2 separate regions of the Mus musculus genome follow, and region 2 is linked to region 1. The links are chromatin contacts, called in public HiCAR-type maps. All regions are on one chromosome and are shown on one strand. Each heading gives the region's core, a stretch centred on a gene start, on an enhancer-like site or on the middle of the called end of the contact. The rest is flanking DNA. Distances are from core to core; before and after follow the strand shown. Region 1 holds the start of Magi2 (membrane associated guanylate kinase, WW and PDZ domain containing 2). Region 2 holds the start of Ccdc146 (coiled-coil domain containing 146).

The links. HiCAR-type assays count read pairs that join an accessible place to other places.
Region 2: a contact with region 1 is called in a HiCAR-type map of astrocytes, with 4 times the contacts expected there. The contact joins the promoter of Ccdc146 here to the promoter of Magi2 in region 1.

Annotation. Positions count from the first base shown.
Region 1 is chr5:19,224,697-19,229,282 of GRCm38.p6, forward strand. Magi2 (membrane associated guanylate kinase, WW and PDZ domain containing 2) reads left to right here and starts at 2,350. Exons shown (of 23, transcript NM_001170746.1): 1 at 2,350-2,893. The coding sequence starts at 2,593. It overlaps 4921504A21Rik (RIKEN cDNA 4921504A21 gene), which reads right to left and starts at 1,859. Exons shown (of 3, transcript NR_102342.1): 1 at 1,445-1,859.
Region 2 is chr5:21,421,966-21,426,551 of GRCm38.p6, forward strand. It overlaps Ccdc146 (coiled-coil domain containing 146), which reads right to left and starts at 2,712. Exons shown (of 19, transcript NM_029195.1): 1 at 2,600-2,712. It overlaps Fam185a (family with sequence similarity 185, member A), which reads left to right and starts at 2,938. Exons shown (of 8, transcript NM_177869.4): 1 at 2,938-3,611. The coding sequence starts at 3,203.

The sequences.
Region 1 (4,586 bases), core at 1,100-3,599:
ATGAGTGAGCCTCCTAGGGAAAGCAGCTGCTTCCCTGTTTTTCTTCTGTCCCACAAAAGGAACAGGCCTAAAACCATGGTCACACTATACTGAGTCCTACTATGACATGTGCTAAGTAATATGGGTTAGAGGGAGTAGCTCAAGACAGTGACTACATACAGGTGTGACGACAACCTGCAAGGGTCTGAATGCATAAAATTATTGTCACATTGGTTAGGTGCATAACTTTGTAAGACATAAAACAAATAAATCTCTGTCCAATCTATCTCTGTGCCTTCCTTTCCTCACCTGTAAAGTATATAAACTATATAATATAACCATAATACGTGATAAACAATTAGAATAACAGCGGACACATTGGAGGTAATTTGTAACTGCTGTTAAACAAATGCAAATTCTGTTCTTCACTGCCTCTATCACTTTCCACTTAGAATGGTGCTTTATAATCCTCAGCCTAACTTTTCATGAGACTGGCCTTTCAATGGAAATCTTGCTGGCTCAGGAGCATTCCTTAAGGCCAAGGACTGGGTAGTCCTCACCAGTCATAGCCAACTTTTCTCAAATGGAAAAAGGCACAAAGTCAAGCAAATTCATCCTTTGTAAAGATCTTCAGCTCTGACCTAATTTGCTGTCCTCTCCACGATGTGGGGGTGGGGCTGAAGAGGAAGAACCTACTGTTCAAAGCCAACAAACCTGTATGGGGCAGTCCCTTCCCTGCCTTGCCTGTCTGTCTTCTCAGTGCACCAGGCCCCACTAGTACTGTTACCCCTATTTAAAAGGAAACAACCAGAGAAAGGTGGAACAGCCTGCTAAACGTGGCACTCCTGAAAAGCCCCAGAGCCAGGATACACACCCCCTCTTTTCTGTCTGGGTCAGCTAAGCCTTTTGAACCGCCTTGCTTTCCTCCCACACTACATCCCAGACATCAAAGCTCTTAACTGCTGATAATTCCTTCCCATACTCTGATTTACAAAGATGAGTGGGTGAGTGGTTCCTTTTTTTTTTTTTCTTTTTGCCTGAAACATATTATTTCAAAGTTAAGCAAATGGAATGTAAGCTACGGAAACTCAAAAAGCACCACTCAGGGTTTGACTGGAGAAGTCAGCAGCCCTCAGCCCCCTGTGTCCTGCTTAGCTTTCCACCTGGCTCTAAATTTGGAGAAGGGGAAGGAGCTAGATGGGGGTACAGCGCTCCACCAAGAGCCTTCTTTTCTTTCCTGTAGCAGACTTGTTTGTCTGATTAACCTAAAACTTGACTCCTGTCCAGGTTACACTCACCATTTATATGTCTAGGCTCTTACTCCATTTATCTCCCTAACACCTACCCCACCGCCCCTCTCCACTCTTCAACTAGGGCAGGTGCCCTCCTCTATCCTGTCTCCACTCAATCCTCTTCAGTTTCTTCCAAGAGGACACATGGCCCTGCTCTGCAGATGTTATTTCACCTTATTCTTGCATCCAGGACGACCAGACTCCTTCCTCTAACTTTCCTCTATCGGAGGGGCACTTCTGAGAACTTTGCGAGGAATGAAAGACTGTAAAAAGTGGAGCGAGCCAATAGTGAAGTCTCTCCACGGGCTCCGCCTGCCAGGCCCTCTGCAGTTCCATGCTGGGACCCCGAACTCCAGCTTCCTTGTGGCAGGATGGAGCCCCAGAAGACTGTGCTGTAGATGGGCCACCAGGCTCGGCATCGGGTTCCCCGGATTTCTGCTTTGTCCAGTGTTGGGGTGTGGGCAAGTCGGGGCGTCCTGCAGGCTAGCAGCCCGGCTCACAGGGAAGCTGAAGACAGGTCCACCCAGGGATCCCGGCTCTCTTCACCGGCCTGCCCATGTCGGGCCTCCGCTCCCCTCCTTCCCGGCTCCCGCCTCCTCCCGCAGGCTGCAGGGCGGCCCGGGGCCTGCCTCTCCCAGCGCCTTCACTACCGGGTCAAGCCGCGGAGGGAGGGAGACGGCGGCGAAGCCCTCCCTGGCGCTCCACTCGGTGCGCGCGCCTCCTCCCTCGGCTCGCATCCCCCAACGCTCCCCCCTCCCCGCCGCCCGCTTGCATCCTGCCAGTACAGTACAACTAGTACACAGGCACACACGCGCACACGCGCACACACACGCGCTCCCTACCGCTGCCACTGCAGCTGCCATGGATATCGGCTAACAACACAGAGGCCGGCGAGCGCGCGCGCGCTCCCCACTCGCAGCACGCAGGAGTGGCCCCCGGCATCCCTACCCTCCTCCCCACCCCCACGCCACCCGCTCACCAGCTCGGCCACTGCTCGCGCTGGCTCGGCCGCCGCCACCGCCGCTAACGCCGCCAACGCCACCACAGCTTCCTCCGCTGCGGGGCCAAAGCCTTGAGTGTCATTCAAGGGACAGCACAACCTCACCCAAGCTCTCCTACCTCTGCCCAGCCGTCCCTCTCATCCTCCCCCTTCCTCCGCCACACTCCATCCAAAGAAGAGGGAAAGCGCGGAGCAGAGGGAGAGAAAGGCAAAGTCTGCCACCCTCTTCCCTTGGCCCCCTTGCTCCTCCATCCCGATTTTGACTCCCAGACCCTCCTTCCCAAAGGACCCTCTGGAACTGAGGCGACTCACCCTACTGCCATGTCCAAAAGCTTGAAAAAGAAAAGCCACTGGACTAGCAAAGTCCACGAGAGTGTCATTGGCAGGAACCCGGAGGGCCAGCTGGGCTTTGAACTGAAGGGGGGCGCGGAAAACGGACAGTTCCCCTACCTGGGGGAGGTGAAGCCGGGCAAGGTGGCCTATGAAAGCGGCAGCAAGTTGGTGTCCGAGGAGCTGCTGCTGGAGGTGAACGAGACCCCCGTGGCGGGGCTCACCATCAGGGACGTTCTGGCCGTGATCAAACACTGCAAGGACCCCCTCCGGCTCAAGTGTGTCAAGCAAGGTGAGCGCAGCTTGTTCGGTGCTCTGCCTGGCGGTGGGACCCCGGCGTGGGGATGGCATTAACAGGGTGGGCGCGGGTGTTGGATGGGTGTATGCTGCGCCACCGCGGGGTGGGGTCCAGAGAGCACGGTAACTGTGTTCGGAGCATTAGGGGGACCGGGACTGGGGGGCTGGCTGGCCGGCTAAGCCAGGTGGTACTGTAGCAGGCAACTTAGTTTGCCCAGTTGGACCCTCCCCTTTGGAAGATGCTTGGCCTTGTCTGACCTCCTCTGAGCTTTAGGCCAAATAGAATGTGCGCCAATGGCATGTCCACAGTGGACACAGAGCTTTCGGGGAAGGAGGAAAGCAAGGGAGGAGGAAGAAAGGAAGATGGAGCAACTTGAGGTGCAGAGCTGTCGCTAGAGAGAATGGGAGAAGCTCTGAATATTGGGGCAAGTGGAGACCCCTTGCAGGATATCCAAAACTAGTCTGGAGACACCTTGGTCCGTAGCGGTTCCCTAGGGATCACTGACGGGAGAGGAAGGAAAGGGACAAATTGGTTTGGACGCTTTGACCGGTAGTGTTCAGTAACTTTTTCCCTGCTTCACTCCTCGGTCTTTCTCCCCCGCCCATGGTCATGTCATGTGGGCACCGTGAGTCACGTGCAGACTGACTAACCCTAGAGATCGCCCCTGGCCAGCAGGCAGGAGGAGGGGCAGAGATTAAGAAGCGGGGAGCTGGGAGAGCTTTCTAATGTGGAAGGGGAGGCAGACTGCGGCATTACAAGGGTTCCCCTAAGTATTCTTCATTGACTGGAATTTTCTTATTGACTAGGATTTCTCTGTGGTTGGACTCTCCTCTAGCTCCAGACATGGGGGCGTGTTTGTGGCATAGAGGTGGATGGAGATGCAAGCTGGTCAACAGCCCAGGCTCCCTGTGTTCTAACTTGGCTTCTGTCAAGTCTCTTCTAGGCTGTGAAGTTAATTTAGAGAGATTGGAATCTTGCTGAAAAAATGTCTTTGCTTGAAATAAAATTGTGGTCCTGAGAGAAAACTTTCATTAGAAAAGACTTTATTGTACAAATGTAGCGTGCCTTTGTTTTCCTCTGGTGGTAATGCAGTTTCTTGGGTGGCACAGGTGGACAGGACAGATCTGTCTCAAACATACCAGCATGGTATGACAGTTTGTTATCTATTGTTATTTGTCTTGCGCCAGTGTTGAAATTCTGAGTATTACTGTATCAGAATTGCTCTTCATGCTGTGATCCATTATGAAGAAATACTATATAGAGCAGTTGTTTTTTTCAGAATAAAATTAACATGTAAAAAGAAAAGTTCCGAAGTAAACAAGAGAGAATAAAGGTTCATAAACTTCTCTAAAGCTAAGCTGTCAAGGAAGAAAACATCTTCAGTGGGATTTATTGAGTATCCATCGTATGTCATTTTAGATGATCTAATATAGACATGCAGTATTATATGACCCTGAAGAAGAGGGTTTACTATCCTAGCATTTTCCAAAGTGACATACTTTGAACTCAAATTCAGAAAATTGTGTTGCTACATTTTAGGTTACGATACTACATAATAGCAATAGATAACAAATGTGAAGTTCAAGGCTAGGGTTCAGTTTACTACAATTGACCAATACCGTTATTTGGTGGTAAAAAATATTGGTGTTTGCAAAGGAAAACAACTGCAAAAGTTAATGCTTTTAAA
Region 2 (4,586 bases), core at 1,462-3,961, 2.2 Mb after region 1:
GGAACATACTTTGAAAACTATATCACTCACTTTTACAGGTAGACAAGTTTGATACTGACTAGCTTGTTAGGCATTGGTAACTAATATCTTACGTCACTCTTAATCTCTACCAGATTCTCGGGTTCCACCCTCATAAAAGCAGGAAGGTAGTCTTTCAGTACGTTTTAGTTCCTTTGCTTGAAAGTAATGAAATAATGACCGTGTCACAGATATCATGATGGCTCAGTTGTCAGTTCTATTAAGTTATTTTTCCTCAGAAAAGGAAAAGTGACTATAGGAACAGGATGATTTATTAAGGATGCATATTCGGCCCAAATATATGCAGCACGTCCACAGCAAATCAGAGCGCAGTTTCAACTTGCTTGTGCCTCTTTCAAATGTCAAAGTATGACTCTTGGGTTTTCATTTAAAAAAGATAACTTGAAGGCTCGTCTGAGTACGTACGTCCACATGGGACACAAAGCCAATGGCGCTACTCACTGAGTGAGCACTTGCTTATCATAAAGTCTATCTTATAGCCTACTGAGGCAGGAGAGAAACACGGGAACATGATGGAGAACTGGGAATAAAAGGAGCCCTCATTCCAGAGCCTGACCAGTGTGTCTCACCAGCTGAAGATGAAGAGTTCTAACACAGCTGTCAACATTATCGATGAGGATCACCAGTCTCTTACATAGTGATACTTTCAAGTTACATTGTTGAAGGAGCAATGGATCACATGTAAGGCCTAAATATATGTGTTCTTTCTTCTTTCTCAGCTATAAACCAACAGTTTTCTAGAAATCTTACCCAAAACCCTACTTCTAGTAAAGGACATGTTTTAATTCCCTTTTACAATTCTTGTGACACACAGTTTTATTTTAGGACTGTAACCCAATCCAAGACATCTCTAGAGTAATCCTATAATCTCACTTATTGAAAAAGAAGAAGAAGAGAAAGGTTTTAAAGAAGTTTCTTAGAGAAATCCTTTGAGGCATAACATGAGAGTCAGCAAAAGAGTGACTCTGGAGCACTTCTGCTAAGTCACTTAGGGCAAGCTCAAGGGAGCTTACACCTGTGCTCTTGGGTGTGTCTCTTTCTCTCCCTGTGTGATCAGTCACCTCTAGCAACCCCTGTGCTCTTAAACCCTTGTTTAAAATCTATTTTAAATCAACCCTCTTTCACATTAGCTTCTCCCAACATTTTTTTTCCAGCAAAGTCAAGGACAGGTTTCACCTTGGTGGAGGTCCTCAAGGATAGGGGCCTTCTTCTCAGATGGCTGACAGCAGGGCAGGGCTGTCACTGCCACCACCACTACCATAGTCTTCACTAAGAGAACAACATGGACGCTGGGGAGGACTTTAGCCTAGTCTATCTATCCATCTGTCACTTCAGGTTCAAAGAATTGGGGTCCCATATTTGGCTGAGAGTTTTGATCTTTAAAGGTATCATTTTATTTACTTATTGTGTATTTTATTTGTCACAACGTTCTCCGTATATAGTCCAGGTGGGCCTCAGATTTGAGATCTTTCTGCTTCAGCTTCCCAAACTCTGAAAACTTACAAGTGAACACCATCACACTGGACTTGCAATTAGTTAAATCTGTATGTAAGGAATTTAGGGAATTATTTGTAGAATGGGGAGAAGAATAGGCAAATATGGCTGAAATAATGTCCACACCCCCCATTTCCCATTATCTTTACTGCCTACTGAATAATAAAAAAAAGAGTTAACTTATAGAGTTATTTAGCACAGTCTGTCTTATATCAAAACTGAAGAAACATTTCTTGTGCCATAGATAATACAACAGGACCAGGAAAAAATTCTGACATCCCCTAACAAGTCTTATGATCCAGAGAGAGAGAGAGAGAGAGAGAGAGAGAGAGAGAGAGAGAGAGAGATTTTATTTTACCATTAAGGCCAAGGACCAGTTGCAGGGAAAGAGATCAAGACTGTCCTCTAACCAAGTTCAAATGTCTCCAAATCTCTTAGCAACGTAGACATATGCCATTCCTAAAATACTTTGTTTTGTATACTGTGCACTGCTTTGTTGTCCATTGTTTCATTTGATAAATGTGGTAAAAACGAAAAAAAAAACTTCTACACAAGACAAGGAAGATAGTGTCATCATTTTATAAGCAAATAGTAAAACCCAAAGGCATCCAATGACTGGCCTAAGATTACTACTTACAGTTAAGAAAGAGCCAGAATTCTAACACTTTTTCTTTTCCTTTTTTTTCTTTTTTCTTTTTCGAGACAGGGTTTCTCTGTATAGCCCAGGCTGTCCTGGAACTCACTCTGTAGACCAGGCTGGCCTCGAACTCAGAAATCCACCTGCCTCTGTCTCCTGAGTGCTGGGACTAAAGGCGTGCGCCACCATACCTGGCTTCTAACACTTTTTCTATCTAGTATTTTTTACCTAAGTGGGAGTTCCCTTAAAGGACAGAGAAGGGAGAAAGCAACAGAACGTGTCTGTCCTCTCATGCTAAGGTCTCTTGTGAGGGGGATTCTCTATTCCCAGGGAATCCACATTAGTTTGGTGACCTTTGGTTCTAACTACCTAAAGAAAGTATTCCTAACTTTGAATCTGATTCCCATCTATAAACATGCTGTTTCTTACCCTTTCTTTTGGTCCTGATCCTTGTTTAAACTCTTATTTTTCTCCGTGTGTTTTGGTCCCTGGGGTCTCACTTCAAAACTTCACCCTCTCCTAAGAGTCGCGTCCTTGGTATCCAAAGTAACCACAGCTGAGTTTATCCCGTCCCTTCTACTCTTCCTATTGGTCAGTTACATTAACTTTTTTTCTTTCTCTGCTCTCTTGGCCAATGGGCTTGAAGCAACGGGAAAGCAACGAGGGGGGAGCGGGGGCTCCTCTACCAATCGGCTGTCAGTCTGTGTATTCAGCGCACTGTCTCCTGGGATATGTAGTTTCACAGTTACCAGAACACCTTGATGTTTGGCTCCTTTAAAACTACATATCCCGATGGCCTCCGCCAAAGGGGCGGAAATAGGTGACTTGTCCAGGTCAGGGTTTCAACTAGGCTCTTTGAAGTTTTAACTTTCCTACCGGGATTTAAGGCGTTAAGTACTGTGCTGGGGGCCTGGCTCGTTCTTCCTTGGCGGAGCCGTGCATGCTGTCCCCTTCGTGACTGACCCGAGGCAGCTCGTGGTTCTTGTGGTCCCGGGACCAGCGAGCCAAGGCTGAAGCGTTCCAAGGGAGAGCATGTTCGGCCGCCTCCCTCCTTGCGCGTCCCGAGTGCGGGCGGGCGCCTTGGTCGGAGCTCTCGGGGCTCGGACTTGCGGCTCCAGTGGGGCGCAGCGGCAGGGATCAGCGCCCGATGACTCTGGGGCCGGCCTGGCGCGTGGGGCTCTGAGGGAGTGGACGCTGCAGGTGAGCCCGTTTGGGCGACTGAGGGCGCGGCTCCCTTGCCACCTGGCCGTGAGGCCCCTGGATCCCCTTGCGCACCCGGATGGCGACCGCGTGCAGGTGGCGGTGTGCGGCGTGGAGCACGTGGCGCGCGGCCTGGACAGCCTGCAGGTCAAGTATGATGCTGATCGGCAGGAGATGGCCATTCTGTCGGACGACATCGACCCCCAGGCGTCGGTGGAGGTGAACGCGCCCGTCAAATTTGGCAAGTGAAGTGAAAAAGGGTTTGGGTCACAAAACTAATAGTGTTTAAGCGTTGGGTTTCCAATTAAGGAGGAAAATTAAAGCCGAGTGGAAGCTTGTATTGGAATAATCTGAGTCTAATTACATTGTGGAGCCATTAGCATCACAGTCATTAGCATCGTTCAGGGTTGAGGTTTCTTGATAACTATCCAGTGGTTTGGTAGCCCACATCTCGGGGCTCTGGTCCCTCGTCAGCTCTATGTATAGATGCTTCCAGCTAATCTAGAAAAACAAAAACAAAAACAAACGAACAAAAAACCTTGCTTTCCAACAGGTACCCAGGTTGGTAGATGTCTATTCATTTAGGCATAAGTAAATTCTCTGCGAATACAAACTTTGAAGCAAGACACATAGTTAAGACTGTCTGGGGAAATTCATAATAGTACCTGCAAAACGTATTTCTTAGGCATCTGAGTCCCGTTATTTTATTTCCCAGATGCAAACCGCTGAGCACACATACTTTTCTAGAAAGGGTTCTGGGGCTCTCATTCTTCCTGGAACTGAAGGATGGTGTTGCTGATGATAGCAATAGCACCGTTTACCTCTTCTAAAATTATTTTATATTAACCCTCACAGTTGCTCGGTAGGGTGGATGCTTTTGTCACCGTTTCAGATGAGGACATTGAAGTAAAGGAAGTATAAGATACATACTGTGACTGAACAAACAAAGGCCCCGTGCGTGGTGACATTATGAAATTTGCTTCCTTAGGTGTCTTTCCACCTTAAATACAAGTAGGCAGGGCTAGGATGTGAGCTGTTAGGCTTCGTTGCTTCTCAACTTCTAACTAGCCTAAATGAATAAGAGACAGTGCCTCCAAATTTTAATACTCTGAAGTGCCGGTGGGGCTTTACCACAGTGCAGAATAAAATGGGAGTCAAAGGAGAGAGAGGCAAAACTTAAAACAGCCTCTCTGAGATGGGTATTACCTCTCCCAGC